Linked DNA regions of Canis lupus: region 1 is linked to region 2. A link is a contact called in public Hi-C data. All regions are on one chromosome and are shown on one strand. Each heading gives the region's core, a stretch centred on a gene start, on an enhancer-like site or on the middle of the called end of the contact. The rest is flanking DNA. Distances are from core to core; before and after follow the strand shown.

Region 1 (4,562 bases), core at 605-3,104, 100 kb before region 2:
TGGGAGCCAAAGGCTAAAAGGTCAGGCCTGGGTGGCTTCCGGGGCCTGGACCCAGCAGTGTGCTGAGGGCCCCAGAGAGGAACAGGAGGTCAGTGGGATCCTGGGAGGCACACTGGCACGCAGAAGGGAGCACTGGATCGGGAGTCCAGGAGCATGCTCCCCTAGCCAGCTGCGCGACCTTGGGTGAGTGGTTTTGCTCTCTGGGGTCTCGGCCAGTTCCTGCCCAAAGGAAGCTGCTGGAAAGCCTACTGTCGAGGGACCATCACGGCTCCAGTGTCCGTGACTCAGTGATTCCCTGTCCTCAAGCCTCACCCATCCCTGGCGCTGACTCACTCACGGTGTGACTGCTGGGTTTTCTTTTCCCAACCTGTCCCTCAGAGTCAAAGCAAAACAGGAACATAAAGGCAGAACTCCAGATGTGGAGTCAATCGTCCCTACTTCCCCTGTTACTGAGCTGGCTGCAGGTCGTGGGGGAGCAGGGGCCTAAGCTTTGGCCCCCACGGCCCCTGGGGCCCTGGGCTTCCTCTGCCAAGCCAGGCCTTTGCTGCCCCCCACGCCCCCCACTGGCTCTGGTGCAACTTCCTGCTCCTGCCAACCCGTGACGGGGAGGGGGGGCTGTGACGAGGCCCAGGGATTTCACTTAGAGAAACTGCCAAAATCACACAGCGCCTCAACTTAAGCTTTTCAAATCTTAGAATATTATTTTTTGCCCTGTATTGTAAGTCCATGGCAAAACTTAAAAGCTTTTAATAACATTTTTGTTTCAAGCTGAACAAGTTTGCTGGAATGTAAGAAGAAAATCCATCAACTTCTTAGGAGGAACCAGGAAGAAACCCTATTTTCCAGGGTCCCAGGACTGCTCCCCATTACATTTTAGCTCTCTGTTTCCCACAAAAGGAAAGGAGGCTTCACCTGAACCTTAGCACACACCACAGGTGAGACATAAGGAGTGGTTTTGCCAATGAATCAGAGACAGCTCGGACCTGGAACACTACACTTAGCATTCGATGCATGGGGCCCCCACGCCTCCCCAGGACTCTGACCCTGGGTGATTCACTGTGCGAGGAAACAGATAAAGATAATCCTCAGGAAACCCCCTCTGGTGCAGAGACACCCCCCCCCCCCCCCCCCCGACCTCGGTCTCGGCTCCTGCTCGCCTCATTGCCCCAGTTCCCCACAAAGGGGAGGGGGGAACGGAGAAGTACCAAGATCTAGGGCCCCTTCCCCACCAGAGCCAACAGCCAGGGGAGAAAACCTATCCACCGGGGCTCCCCCCAGCCAGCCCCTTGTCTGGGGCCCCAGCTCTGCCTGTAAATCCCATCCCCACCCACTCACTGATGCCTTCCCAGCCCTGCAGCCCCCTGCAGAGGAAGCGAGGGAGGTCTAGGGCTTGCTCCCCTGCCAAGCCTGGTGTGGAACTCCCATACACTAACCACAGGCGCATCATGCCTGCTGGCCCTGGACTCCGTTCCCGTGGTCCCTCCTCCCCACGGCCCGGCTATGGGCCCCTCCACAGGCCTGACTCACTACTCCACTGCCACATGACAACAGGCTCTGGATGCTGACACACTGGGGAACGCTTTCTAGAACACAATCAAAATCACAAGCGGGAACCTACTGCCCTCAGAGTTTTAATAATCAGACTGGCTGTTCATACCCCCGAAGAGGCGCAGGCATTGCCCCTCAGGAAGTGGGAGTCCATCAAAAGACCCACACAAAGGGAGTTCACCAGGCTTCCTTCTATGAGGATCACTCAGTCATGGCTTCTGCAGCCACATTTCACTACGGTTCCTCAGGGGCCCGTGCCAAGGATCAGACCAATGCCATAGATGGAAATCAGCCCGACAACCAAACGTGATCACGCAGTGAGTTGGGGTGGCCCGCAACAGCACGGGGGACAAGCTCCCGAGGGAGAGAGTCAAGTGGAACCAAGCTAGGGCTCTGCCAACTGTTGTTGCCTCTGCTCTTCGTCAGCCAGATGCCCCAGCAAGATGACCTCCCCACCAAGGAAGTCTTCAGGGAGATGGGAGCACAAGTTTCTCCTCATCTCTAGAAGAAACTCCAACAGCTCAGAGAGCCAGCTCAACGTTTTCCCCCTAGTCTCAACCAGGGCCTGTCACACTCATTGTCCTACAGATGGAAACAGAATCCTGGCCTCTCAAGGACTATCTTATTCCCCCGTCACGTTGCAAGCTACCTATATGGTCATAAAGGCTTTAAAATTATCAGAACAACTTTCACCTCACAGCTTTAGTGTCTGGACTATTCTTTTGCCCTTACAATTTTGGTAAAGTCTGCTCTGTTACTTTAGAAGAGTCTCCATATACGTCAACAAGCACAGGCTTGTGCTTTACTGGATTAGTCATTACATCTACAGTGGTCAGGGTTTGCCCAAATATATGCACATCTTACCAGTAAAATAGTACAACACAACCCTTGTAATCTTGTTGTTCCGGTCAAGTGTCCGGAACACCACCACCAGGCTCAGGGAACAGCGTCAATATAACTGGGAGCAGCTGTCAGAGCCTCGGTCTTTTATTTAGCTTAGGCCAAATACAAGATGATTAAAAAGGGAGTGGAGGTAATTCTCCTGTCGGAGCACCTTGACCCTTCCTCAGAGGCCTGAAGATCACAGTGCACTCTAATCCTCTGCCACTCAAAGCGTGTCCCCTGGATCAGAAGCATCGGCATCGCCCTGGAACTTGCAAGAAATGCAGAGCCCCAGACCCCAGCCAGACCTCCTGAATCTGATTCTGTATTTAACATTCACAGGCACAGTAAAGGGTACGAAGCACTGCTCCCAGGCCTTTCTCCTCCCACCTCCACACTTCCCCACCCATCCTCTACTGGAACATACACTTTGGCCTCAGATCTGAGAGCAGCCCATGCTCTCTGGAGGGCTCCGAAGCTCTCCAAGGGGCCGAGTTGCCATGGCAACCCCACTCTGCAGGCATTCCACCCACCTGGCTGCACCCTGCCCGGCTGGCCTCCTCCGTCCACTTGCCTGGGATGGTTAGAAATGTGCAAGGCATGTCGTCCCCCCAAAATGGTTTATTCATGAGGAAAAAGATCTATTTTTAAGTGTCAACTGCCGGCCCATCCTGGCTCACCCAGTCCCTCTCCTCCCACTTGTCCAATTAGAAAGATCATATTGTTTCCTGGCATACAGTTCCAAGGGCATTGAGCACAGGCAGGGGACCTGGAGAGGGCTCCAAGAACAGCTCTTAGTGAATGGAAACAAGATGATTTCTGCTTAAAGCAATTTCCTCAGCACCCACCCTTTCCTCCCACCATGGACCCCATGCTGAAGGGACGCCAAGGCCACGTGGAAGTAACAGAACACCAACATATGCAAGACACATTTTTTTACCCTCAGAATACAGCAGAGAAAAGGAGAGCCAACCAGTTAACTCTCCTTTTATCCCACCCAAGTTGAAACCTTAATAGTCTAATCCCAATTTCCCAGATGATAGAGAGATGAATCCAAGTTTTTCATATATGGAGGAACAAAGGAAGGATGTGATACCAAAAGTTTCTGAGCTGGGTCTGTTCTCAAATTCTGGCTTTTTAGGGGGATCTGGAAGTGACCACCTGGTGTACCACAGGGGTGGCAAGGATGTCGGGCCATTTGCCTTTTCTTTGCTCACAGTAGATGGCACTAATTCATCACATCATGCTGCTTGCCACTGAGCCTAGAAACTGCCTTAGAATCCTTCTCAACAGAGCCCCTATTCCGAATCTCCAAACCCACCCCAGAAGCCCTCAGACAGGATACATTTCAGCAGGACCCCAGGTGACTCACTCGCACACTGCCGTTTGAGAAGCGCTGGTGGGAGCTGTCCCTGGTGTGGGCCCACAAGGTGGTCTATTGTCCTGGGGTTTCCAACCTCTACGCTCCCATTTCTATTCCAACTTTTCTAGAGGCTTCAAAAACTAGAGGCTTATAAACAACAGCTGACCCATTAACATTTTTAAAAACTAGTAGCATTTAAAGATCGCAAGACTGGGATGCCTAGGTGGCTCAGCGGTTAACGTCTGCCTTTGGCCCAGGGCGTGATCCTGGAGTCCAGGGATCGAGTCCCTCATTGGGCTCCCTGCATGGAGCCTGCTTCTCTCTCTGCCTGTGTTTCTGCCTCTCTTTCTCTCTCTCTCTCATGAATACATAAATAAAATCTTTTAAAAAAGTAAAATAAAAAAATAAAGATTGCAAGACAATGTAAAAATCCAGATTTCTGGCTTTTCTTTGGGAGGAAAAAGAAAAACCCATATACCGGGCAATACTGGGCCTATGTTCCCACATGACAGAGACAACTAGAGCTAAGAAGGCTCACGGGGCACCTGCGTGGTAGTCAGTTAGGCATCAGACTCTTGATTTCAGCCCAGGTTGTGATCGCGGGTGGTGAGGTCAAGCTCCCCATCAGACTCTGTGCTGACCACGGAGTTTGCCTCTCTCCGCCTCTCCCTTGCCCCCTTACTCGCTCTCTTTCTTTCTCTCTAAAATACATAAATAAATCTTAAAGAAAAAAAAGTAGCTTTTCTTTTTAGAAACGACATAAATTCTT
Region 2 (4,254 bases), core at 726-3,225:
GGCAAGTGCCATCAATTTTGAGGCCATCTATGTGGATGAGCAGTATACATTACTTTTTCCAGAAGGTATCGCTTTGCTCTCAACCACAAAGATCCTTTTTGCCTCCTAAAGACAAATTACTGGTTCATGGACCATGTTTCAAATTATATTTGAGAATGTTCATTTGTAGAGTAATTATTCTTCCTAATTGGACTGCTCTAAAGACAAATGATTCTCCCTCCCCACCCGCATCATCTCCCGCAACATACCATGTCTTCTTTCCTGGCATAAAAGGTTTGCTGCACCTTTTGCAAACCACAACCACACACACTACGTGCCCTCTGTTGTGACCACTTAGAAAAAAATATTATACCACAACAGTGATATTACTTCAAATCCCTCAAATATTTCATTAGCATCAGATTTCTGAATAGATGAATCACAAACCTATCACAGTCTGACAGCAAAAAGAAGTGAGAGTCTTGGGGTCGCCTGGGTGGCTTGGCGGTTCGGCCCAGGTCGTGACCCCGGGGGACCCGGGATCGAGTCCCGCATCGGGCTCCCTGCGTGGGGCCTGCTGCTCCCTCTGCCTGGGTCTCTGAGTCTCTCAAGAAAGGAAGGAAAGGAAGGAAAGGAAGGAAGAAAAGGAAGGAAGAAAGAAAGAAAGAAAGAAAGAAAGAAAGAAAGAAAGAAAGAAAGAAAGAAAGAAAGAAAGAAAGAAAGAAAGAAAGAAAGAAAGAAAGAAAGAAAGAAAAGAAAAGAAAAGAGAGAGAAAGAGAGAAAGAAATGAGAATCTTGGACTTTATTTCTTTTCTGTATCTTTCATTTATTCTTCCCACTAGCCATGTGTTCCCTATCTGGTAAACTTGAAAAGAAGTCTTTTTTTTTTTTTTTCAAGACCAGGAGGAAACAATTCAGAAACACCCAGGAAAGGTTAGCGCCAAAACCTCGGCACTGACCCTCGCGGAGCCCTGGCGGCGCTCCGCCGCGAGAGCCAAGGGCCTGGGGCCGCCGCCGCCGCCGCCGTGAGGTAGCGGCCCCGGGGCGGGGGCGGGGAGGGGGGACCCGGCCGCGCTCACACCTCCTCGCTCCCGCTCCGCACACTCCCGTCCACGCCGGCTGCTCTGCGGTCCCAGACCCAAGTTCTACTTCCACGCGCGGGTCCCCGAGGCCGACCTGCGAGCTACGCCCACGACCGGAGAAAGAGGACGGGAAACGCAGGAAGCGGCCCGGGCCCGACCGCGCCTCGCCGTGTGCCGCGGGGCAGCTCGCGCCCGACCCGGGGCCGCCCTGGGCCCGGACAACGGTCGGAGGAGGACGGCCCTTCGCTCTTCTGGCCCTCGGACCCGAGCCGCGGCCCGGGGCGCAGACCGGGGCGTGGGGCCGCCGTGCCCCGAACCCGACCCCGGCCCCGGCCCCGACCCCGGCCCCGGCCCCGGCCCCGGCCCCGGCGGCCCCCGAGCTGCGGCCCCGCCGCCCGGAGCCCGCCCGCTCCCGCTCCAGCATCCGACGCCCGGCCCGGCCCGGTCGCGGTCCCGGTCCCGGTCCCGGTCCCGGTCCGCCGCCCGCTCCTGGTCCCCTTCTCGGTCCTGGTCGCGGTCCCGGTCCGCCGCCCCCTCCTGGTCCCCTTCTCGGTCCTGGTCCCGGTCCCGGTCCGCCGCCCCCTCCCGGTCCTGGTCCCCCTCCCCGTCCCGGTCCCGGTCCGCCGCCCCCTCCCGGTCCCACTTCCCGGTCCCGGTCCCGGTCCGGGCCCGCCGCCCCTTCCCGGTCCCCCTCCCGGTCCCGGTCCCCCTCCCGGTCCCGGTCCGGGTCCGCCGCCCCCTCCCAGTCCCGGTCCGGGTCCGCCGCCCCTTCCCGGTCCCCCTCCCGGTCCCGGTCCCGGTCCCGGTGCCCCTCCCGGCCCCACCACCCCGACTCACCGGGCTCCGGGCTCGCCGCCCCCGGGGCTCCCGGTCCGCCTGGCCGCCGGCCGCTCGGGAAGGCGGGGAGGAGGGCGCGCGGGGAGGCGGCGAGGCGGGAGCGCCGCCCTCGGCGGCCGGCGGGCGGGGGGCGGAGAGGGGCGGGGCGGGGCCAGAGCCCGGCCGCCGAGCCTCCCGCCCGGACCGGCCCCGCCGCCCGGTGGCCGCCCGCGTCCCGCTCCGGGGCCGGCGCTGGGGAGGGTCGGCCGGGCTGTCCCGCGGCGGGGGGCGGGGCGCCGGGGCGTGGCCTGCGGGGCCCGGGGCTGGCGGCGAAAGGGGATCCCGGGGGGCGGGGCCCGGGGGCAGCTCCGGGGGGCCGCGCGGGAAGACGCCGGGGCGGGGATCCCCGGCCTCACCCTCCTCCCCGCCCGCGGGCTCCGCGCCCCCCGCCCGGGCGTCCCTGCCCCCGAGGGGCCCACGCGCCGCTCCCCTCCGCCAGCCCCCGGGCTGCCAGCAAGCACGGGACCGACGGCCACGAGCTCGGGCGACAGCCGTCCGAGGCCCCGAGGAGCACCCCGGCCCCCGCGTCCCCGCCTCGCGTCCGGGGTTCCTTTCTCCACCACCTGCCTGAGCGCAGACCCCGCGGCCCAGCTCCTGCCCCGCCGATTCTCGGGGTAGGGTCCCCGGGGCCGCACATGCTGGCCTGGCCCACTGCCACCTTCCGTGCTTTGAGGGCCCTCGCCGCGTCCCTAGCACCGCATCCCTTCCCCACCCGCCTGGCCTGCGGGTCACGGGTCTAGAACGCGGCCCAGGCAGGCCGCTTCCTGTTCCAGAAGCTCTCGGAAGCCCTTTACCACAGAGAATTCCGAATTTAAAACTCTTCTATTCAAAACCACCCCCTTGCCCACTCCTCAGAGCTTAGCTTGCCAGTGGGGACTCCTCCCCCCCTCCCAGAAGGTTCCACACTGTATCCACTTGGGAGCTGCTGATGCTCTTGCCAGAACTGGAATGCTCTCTTTTATCTCCCCCCACCCCACCCCACCCCACCCCACCCCAGCCAAATTCTACTTATCTTCGTTGAAAAGAGTTTGTAGTACATTTCTTCTATAAAAGGATGTACGTGTTCTTCCAATTTTTGTGAAATCATACGCTAGAAATAACAAGGCTTATGGGGGAAATGGGGTTAGCAACAAAGGATTCCAAATCAATTTTTTTTAAGATTTATTTATTTATTTTAGAGCGAGCGAGCATGTGCACTACTGAGGGGAGGGGCAGAGGAGGAGAATCTCAAGCAGACTCCCCCCTGATCTTGGAGCCAGACCTGGGGCTCAATTCCACCGCCCTGAGATCATGACCTCAGCCAAAACCAGCAGTCATGCCCTCCCCGGGCTGAGACCCCCAGGCACCCCCAACTCCAAATCCACATAACATTGCAACTGGAACACTAACAAAAGCTGTAACCATTCCAAAAAAACATACTAGCAGAGTTTACGAGTCATGTTGAATTCCTAGTAAATATTACAGTAAATATAAATATAGGCCTTTACGTTTAAAAAACGACAGCGGTCACCGATGGAGAGATTGGAAGGAGAGTTGTTTGAGGCTGTTGCCCTGGGAAGATAAGCACAAAATATACAAATATAAGAGGTGAATACCCCCCTCACCATAAATCCTTCCAAGTTAGAACTCATGGCCAAACCAATCCAAGAGAAGGAACACGGCGGATGGGCACGAGGCACCGCACACGTTTATTCTCCATGACTAGTAGTCTGCAGTGTTTTGCTCGTAGATGCTGTTACCTGGTGGTGCAAAATATTAGAGTGCTGGCAACAATCGCTTGTGAACCAACACAACCACCTCATTTTATTAATATCCTTTCCCTACATATCAATCATTAATGACTTCATTTGTGTTACCTATACTCTCATTACAGAAACAGGGTTATGCTTAGGAAGTAGGCTGTACTTCATTCTACACATGGATTGCGAGCCTGCTATATGCCAGGAAGTGTTGTTGGGCCTTGTGGATGCGTCAGTGAACAAAAAGAAGCACAAAAATGTCTGCCCTTGGGGCACCTTAGTGGCTCAGTGGTTGACTGTCTGTCTTTGGCTCAGGTCATGATCCCGGGGTCCTGGGGTCAAGTCCTGCATTGGGCTCCCCACAGGGAACCTGCTTCTAGCCTCCGCCTGTGTCTCTGCCTCGCTCTATGTGTCTCATGAATAAATAAAATCTTTTTTTAAAAAATGTCTACCCTTATGGAGCATACGTACTTGAACATGGCATCCTGGGATGGTATTACATATTTCATATGTATATAATTTAAATTAGCGCCTCATCTAATGCCTTATGTTTTTGTATTTTTCAAAATGTCTGACAG

What was found. A called contact is a pair of places that touch in the nucleus more often than the background predicts.
Region 1: a contact with region 2 is called in a Hi-C map of skin fibroblasts, with 1.9 times the contacts expected there. The contact joins the enhancer-like site here to the promoter of LHFPL2 in region 2. A contact is called at or near these places in 2 of 9 Hi-C or Micro-C datasets (amygdala and skin fibroblasts).

What each region holds. Positions count from the first base shown.
Region 1 is chr3:28,390,738-28,395,299 of UU_Cfam_GSD_1.0, reverse strand. The region is part of intron 3 of LHFPL2 (LHFPL tetraspan subfamily member 2 protein); the gene reads right to left. Among named protein-coding and RNA genes, the nearest start is that of LHFPL2, 100 kb to the right of the region's middle. Within about 2 kb of position 1,854, at least 4 of the 20 cell types and tissues checked have an H3K27ac peak or open chromatin away from gene starts, as enhancers often do.
Region 2 is chr3:28,288,845-28,293,098 of UU_Cfam_GSD_1.0, reverse strand. It overlaps LHFPL2 (LHFPL tetraspan subfamily member 2 protein), which reads right to left and starts at 1,975. Exons shown (of 5, transcript XM_038532483.1): 1 at 1,899-1,975.